2 separate regions of the Gossypium hirsutum genome follow, and region 1 is linked to region 2. Evidence: chromatin contacts called from public Hi-C data. All regions are on one chromosome and are shown on one strand. The core of a region is the stretch at or near the end of the contact, and the rest is flanking DNA. Distances in the headings are between cores, read along the strand shown. Region 1 holds the start of LOC107886109 (eukaryotic translation initiation factor 5A). Region 2 holds the start of LOC107886149 (pentatricopeptide repeat-containing protein At5g61400).

The links. Hi-C and Micro-C count contacts between places; a contact is called where the count stands out from the background.
Region 1: a Hi-C map of leaf shows a contact between it and region 2, with 2.1 times the contacts expected there. The contact joins the promoter of LOC107886109 here to the promoter of LOC107886149 in region 2. A contact is called at or near these places in 4 of 34 Hi-C or Micro-C datasets (all in leaf).

The regions. Positions count from the first base shown.
Region 1 is chrA03:18,985,809-18,989,055 of Gossypium_hirsutum_v2.1, forward strand. LOC107886109 (eukaryotic translation initiation factor 5A) reads right to left here and starts at 1,367. Exons shown (of 5, transcript XM_016809947.2): 1 at 761-1,367. The coding sequence starts at 883.
Region 2 is chrA03:18,645,206-18,648,604 of Gossypium_hirsutum_v2.1, forward strand. LOC107886149 (pentatricopeptide repeat-containing protein At5g61400) reads right to left here and starts at 2,135. Exons shown (of 1, transcript XM_016809992.2): 1 at 1-2,135. The coding sequence starts at 1,419.

The DNA.
Region 1 (3,247 bases), core at 117-2,616, 340 kb after region 2:
ATCAAGTTTACTAAAATAAAAAACCAATCTATATTACTCCGATTCTTTCTTGTTTTACAAAATAGCCGTATAAGATGCATAGTTAGACACAGTTACAAGGATATATCGCTCCTAGGACCCTTCAAATAGATTGAAAATTTTTAATAAAACCGAAATCTCTGTATCAAACAGATGCCCATATCCCACATACACACAAGTCCAAGTAGCATTTCAGTCAACCCATCAAACACTAATAAATCACATGCATCAAATGCTTGGTTATGACTCATGATGAGAAGATTCATTAAAAAAACTACTAATATTTTAACACTAAAGAGCCTAGTGTTCATATATATATATATACATACTTTTTTCCAACTTGCTCTTACATCAAAAGTTTGCAGAAAGATACAGAAAAATATCAAAAAAGTAAACTCTTCTTTGATTGCTATTTTCATTTATGGTTAAAAAAATAATATTTTTAGTATTCATGATTTCTAATGGCAAATTTTCTGGAAACAAAAAGTAAATAAACAGCTATAAAGAAAAAAGTAAAAATTAACACAGATTTCAATTAAAATCAAACTAAACATATAAATTTCAATATTCCAACTATAAAAGAAAAAAAAAAGAAAAAAGCAACAGATCTGAACCCTAACAATCGGAAGAAAAAAAACTAAATCAGAAAAGATGAACCCGAGTTTAGTTTCAGGATAATATCAAACAGATCTCTAAAAAAATAAAATAAAATAACAAATTTCTAAGAATCAAGAGAGGGAACCTTGCAGGGGCGATTTTTTATGACGATGTAACCGTTCTTGCGGATGGTGCCGGCCTGCTGAGGGTAGGTTTTGGAAGCGCCGGCGTCGGCCTTGGACTCGAAATGATGCTCCTCGTCCGACATTTCCGGGTTTCAAAGTGGTGTCTTTGGGTGTCTTTTGGCGAGAGCAGACGATGGGCGGAGTAGATAGGGGGGAGGTGATGAATTGGTGCCTGCGGGTTTATATAATAGCTTTTGACTTTTACGAATTTAGGGTTTTTCTTTTTAAATTACAAATATATTAGAATTTATCATTATTACAATGTTATAAATATATTTATACGTAAATATAAATTTTGTGAAATCAAATTGCGTCTTATTTATCTACTCACTCCAATCATTATTGTATTAGAAAAATAATTATTAAGAAATTGATGAAATTTTTTCTCGATTTTTAGTTTTACCACAAACAAGAAGAAATGGTTTGGAAGGTCATAACCATAGACTGGTTTGAAAGGTGTGGTGCTAAAGGAAGACTGCAACCCAGTACTGAAAGAAAATTGGGACCATGGTAGGTAGATACTCCATGTATACTTGAGAAAGTCCCCAACCACGGATTCACTGCCTCTATTTGGAGGGATTGTAAAAGGTGCTTATAGGTATATTGGTGTTAGTAAGGTAAAAGAGCTCGTACCATAAAATATTATCATTGTCTTTAGTAATACTTTTTAAAAAAACTTTTTACATAAAAAAATATTTTTGAAACAAAAGAAATGCTAAATAAGCAACTTTTAAAACAAATCTATTGCTTTTCAAAAGTAATTTTTTCCAAACGGAAAAGTTAAAAATTTTAGTTTTTTTCTCCTAAAAATATTTTTGACAGTTTAATTACATTTTCATCCCTTCAACATATGGTACTTATTTGTTATATTAAAATTTAAAATTTATTTTTTCCATATTACAATATTAACAACAAATTATAATAAATTATTTTCTACATTCTTATTAAAATATAATTTTAACTAATTTGAACCTTGTTTAAATGTTTATTTGTTACTTTATAACACAATGTCTAAAATAAATATTTTATTTCTCAAAAGTATTTTTTGACAGTAATACTAAACACTTAAATCTTGAATCAAACTTTTTAAAAGTACTTCTCAAAATCATTTTTCCAAACACTTTTTAAAAACAATTCTCAAAAGCAATGCTAAACTAGCCCTAAAAAATCCAACATCACGTCAGAAACATGAATCTTGGGATGTCATAAAGTTGGACAATTTCTCTACAAAAAATATTTAGTAATAGATTTGGTAGTACCAAGGTGAGCAATAGAAACAAAGTGAGTATATGTTGGACAATTGGTGGCCACCAAAATAGTATCATAACCAAGTCCTAAGATAAAGGCTTATGAGATATCCTCCCAAATTTGGTTGGTATAGGAAAAGGTTGCATGAGACAAATGTTAGAATCGTAAAACTTTGATATAAAACTTAATAAATCAAGATTTGACATGTTAGATCATCAAGGATAAATCAAGAACAAAACTAAACGTGGAAGCATACCTGAATTCATTATTAGAGATTGCCTAGAAGGTTTTGATCTTCTAAGAAAATAGTTTTTCTCTTTGTATAATTCTTTTTGATATGGATAGAAAAGAAATACGATATATATATTTCTTGACATCACTACCTCTTTTTAAAATAACTGATTATTAAATTAGTTTTGGGTATTTATAATTTGACCACTCATCAAATTATAAATACAACTTATGGTATCTACACATTATTTTCATGACACTTTAATACCTATGACACTTATAACATAATTGGTCACTTAATTTTGTATCACACTTTATAATAGCATTATACATTATACATATGTATTTGGTAAGAGAAGTAGTTGGATCTCTGTTCGAATGAGTAATAGAGTAAGTTCCTCACTCGATTTCGTAAGAGAACTATATTCGACTATAACTAAAACTAAAATGTGTATTTGGTGTTGGTACATTAATGTTATAATAGAATCGAAGCGCGATCTAGATAGATCTAAAGCATAAGCATTATGAAGGTGTAAACTTTGCATTGTGTGACTTTCATTTATGGTATGAGATCTTAATAAATTAAAATAGTGGATGAATTTATCTATAAAAATTATATATATGTGTTTCAAAATAATTTTTTTCGTCTTAGCCAAACTTATGACTAAATGAATACATAAAGTATTCAAGGAGCATAATAAATTCCTAATTAAGGATTTGCTACAAGTAAGTACCTCAATCTGAGAAATCTGTACTGCCAAAAGTGTGTGTAATGTCACTATATGATTCGATATTGTTTCATATGTATTGTGATGCTAAAGCATGTCATTGATCTGATATTGATATTGAAAGCATGTTCATTATGTTCATTGAGATTGTTAAATATGATTGCATGTTTAAAACATGCCATTGATTCTATTAAAAAACCGATCACATAATAAAATCATGACCACTGTTACTGAAATACT
Region 2 (3,399 bases), core at 885-3,384:
GTAAGCCACCACATCCGGAACAAGACCTTTGATAACCATTTCGGAGTAAAATCCCATGGCAGCTTCCATGTTTCCAGTCTTGCAATAACCATCAATCAATGTAGAGAAAGTGATAACATTTGGTTCTACACCATTTTCGTTCATTTGAGAGCATACCTCCAAAGCCTTCTCCATGTTCCCCACTTTACAGTACCCATCAATCAGGGAATTGTAAGTCACAGAATTAGCCAAAACTCCATCTTTGTTCATTTTCTGCAATAAAAAGCTCCCTTCCTCCACTTTACCTACAGTACAAAGACCCTTAATCAGTATGCTATATGTGATAACATCAGGCAACATTTCCAACTTCTCCATTTCTGAGCTCAACTCCACTGCTTCAGAAACATTGCCTGCCCTACAGTAGCCATCAATCAAACAATTGTAGACAAAAATATTGGGGAAAACACCATACTTAACCATACAAACAAAGTAGCTCCTAGCTACCGTCAGTTCACCCACCTTACAAAGTCCATCAATCAAGATACCAAAAGTAACAATATTTGGTCCCAACCTATCACTGATCATCATCCCATATATTTCCAAGGCTCGTTCGACTCTATCCATCTTGAAATATCCATTCATCAAAACATTATAAGTGTACAAATTTGGAAGGAAATAACCCTCTTTAATCAATCTAAACATACGTTCTGCCTCCAGCATCTTACCTTCATTACAAAGTAACTTTATGACAGTTGTGTAGACGACAACATTGGGTGGAATTCCTTTCATCAACAGTTCATAAAACAAGTTGTGTGCCTTTAAAACATCACCTTGACAACAACAACAATTTATCAACACCCCATAAGTAACAACATTAGGCAAAAACCCCCGTGAAAGCAATTCCTTGTAAAGATCCCACATGGAGTCAAACCTGCCCAACTTAATTAACCCATCTAAAAGTGCATTACAAGCCTGCATTTGAGGGAAAGTTTTGATATTTCTATAAACCCACAAGGCATCTTCGATTAAACCCATCTGGGAAAATGCAATGATTAATGACCCAAACACATTGGGAGTGAATTTTGAGGTTTGAAATCTGTTAAGGGCGTTGAAAATTAAGTGGCAAGCACGAGGGGGTTCCAAAGAGCTATGGAGGGCTTTGATGAGGTATTTTATCAAACACCTGGCGTCCTCGTAAAGTTTAGCACTGGCCAAAACGTGAATGATGGCTGAATAAGGCTCGAGATTCTTCAAGGGGTTTAAGAGATTGGCATTGGAATTGAAAAGCTTGAGAGCTTGGTGAGGGTTTTGGGTGTTGAGGATATCCTTTGTCAGATGATGGCATGACGATGACGACGAGGAAGATGCCATTTTACAAAGGTTTGAAGGGTATTTGGTGCAAAGAAATGGCGTTTGTTTACGCGGGAATAGCTTCAACATTTTCAGTTTATAGGTTTACATGGCCGAATCCTAAAATTATAAATTGCTATCCATGTTGAGATGGAACACCAAACCAAATAAATTCAAATTGTAGGTTAAACCTACAACTGGGGCATTGTTCTTGCATCTCTTCAATAAACGGGGTTCGCCATGTTTATGGGCTAAGGCTCTCCTACGAATCATGTAACCCCCCCTCCCCCCTAAACATTAGAATTTTCCTCCCGATCATTTTAGTTCATTTTTTCGTGACAATTTGCACCAATTAGATTTAGACATTTTGCATAAATGGTACCTCATTAATAAATTTATCTATGTAATAATTTAATTAGCCCACATCATTTAATTTTACTTTTTTTTTTAAAATGGCTTCCATTGAAGTAGAGAGAAAAATAGAAAAACAAATCCGCATGGGTGAGGCCCAAATCCAAAGACAAAAGCAACAAACTGCAGTAGGCCCCCAATGCAATTAGAAAAACACTAAAGAAGGAACAGAAGACAAAAGAAAAAGAAATCCTAAATGTTGTCCCAAAAGCAACTGATGGAATCCAAAAATCCCAAAGCCAAATCTGAACAGCTTGCAAGCACGACAATGGAGAAAAAGAAATCACAACAAGGAGAAGTAAAGAGATGCAACTTTTTTAACCCAATGATTGTGGTGAAATTAAGGCGAATGAGTGGTCGACCTTCCTTTCTCAGCTACTGTGCCTGTCACCTGAAAAGGATCCTCCACGACCTAGAAACGGTCCGATGTGCAGCGAAATCCCAGCATCGCGAGCTAGTGAGCAACCCAATTTTACTCTTGAAAACATTTGCAGACTGTAGCCACTGCAGAAAAGGTATGTAACTGCAACCTCCCCTTTGTAATCAGTGCCCGAATCTCTGACTGGTCGACTTGTACATTATTGAGTTTACGTATCACATGCAGAGAATCCCTTTCGAACACAACTCGAGATAGCCCAAGGTCCGAGCCAAATCCAACACTGATAAGAGAGCCAACGCTTCCGCAGCAAAGGTCGATGAGACCTGACCATGGATCCTATTCCAAGAGACAAGCACCTGGCCCTGGGCATCCCGCACCACCACCTCCGAGCAATAGGAGTGTGACCCTTCTATGTATGTAGTGTTGAAGTTGGCCTTAACTAGAGGCGAGGGCGGAGGACACCAACGTGCAGTACGCAAAACCACCAGAACCGCTCCTGGCGCGTCCAGCACCAACAAGCCACCTAAGTAGGAGCGAATAAAGGAAACCAACTTAGGAGACGTGGAACCAAGGCCCTCATGATAGTACCTGTTACGCAACCACCATAGTGCCTAAATTGTTGTAAGGATGAGTGCTAAATTGTCCCTAATATATGCTTTACAAAGAAAACCCAACCAACTCATAAGATCTGAAACATTGTAGGTACCAGCCCAAGATATATCCAATAGATTCCAAACCAAAATGGTAAAAGGGTACTCCCGAAGCACGTGAATAGGCATATCAGGTATATTGAGGCATCTAGGACAGTATTGTGTAGTAGAGATGTGTCGATTGTAAATGATGTGTAATGTGGGTACATAATTGCAAAGGAATCTCCAAGCAATCATGTGAACTTTAATAGGGAACCAAATCTTCCATATCATTGTAAAAAAATCATGCGAACTCAGAGGGTTGAAAAGACTAGAAGGAATAGAGAGTTGTTGCATAGGCTAATAAAGCAACCTATATCCACTACGAATGAAGTAACAACTAGTTGGATCGCATTTCCAAACCACTAAATCATCATCATCTGAACGAGAGAGAGGAATGCTAAGAATGCGATTTGCCTTAACGACCAAAAGCAACTCACTGACCAAGGTATGATTCCATTGGGCCGAATCCTGTAACATCAAATCACTCACCCAAGTAACATTAGTATTAACAGATAAGTGCACAATACGACAGAGAGCTTTGCCTAGGAGCCAAAGGTCTTCCAGATGGAGATGAAGTGACCATTGCCC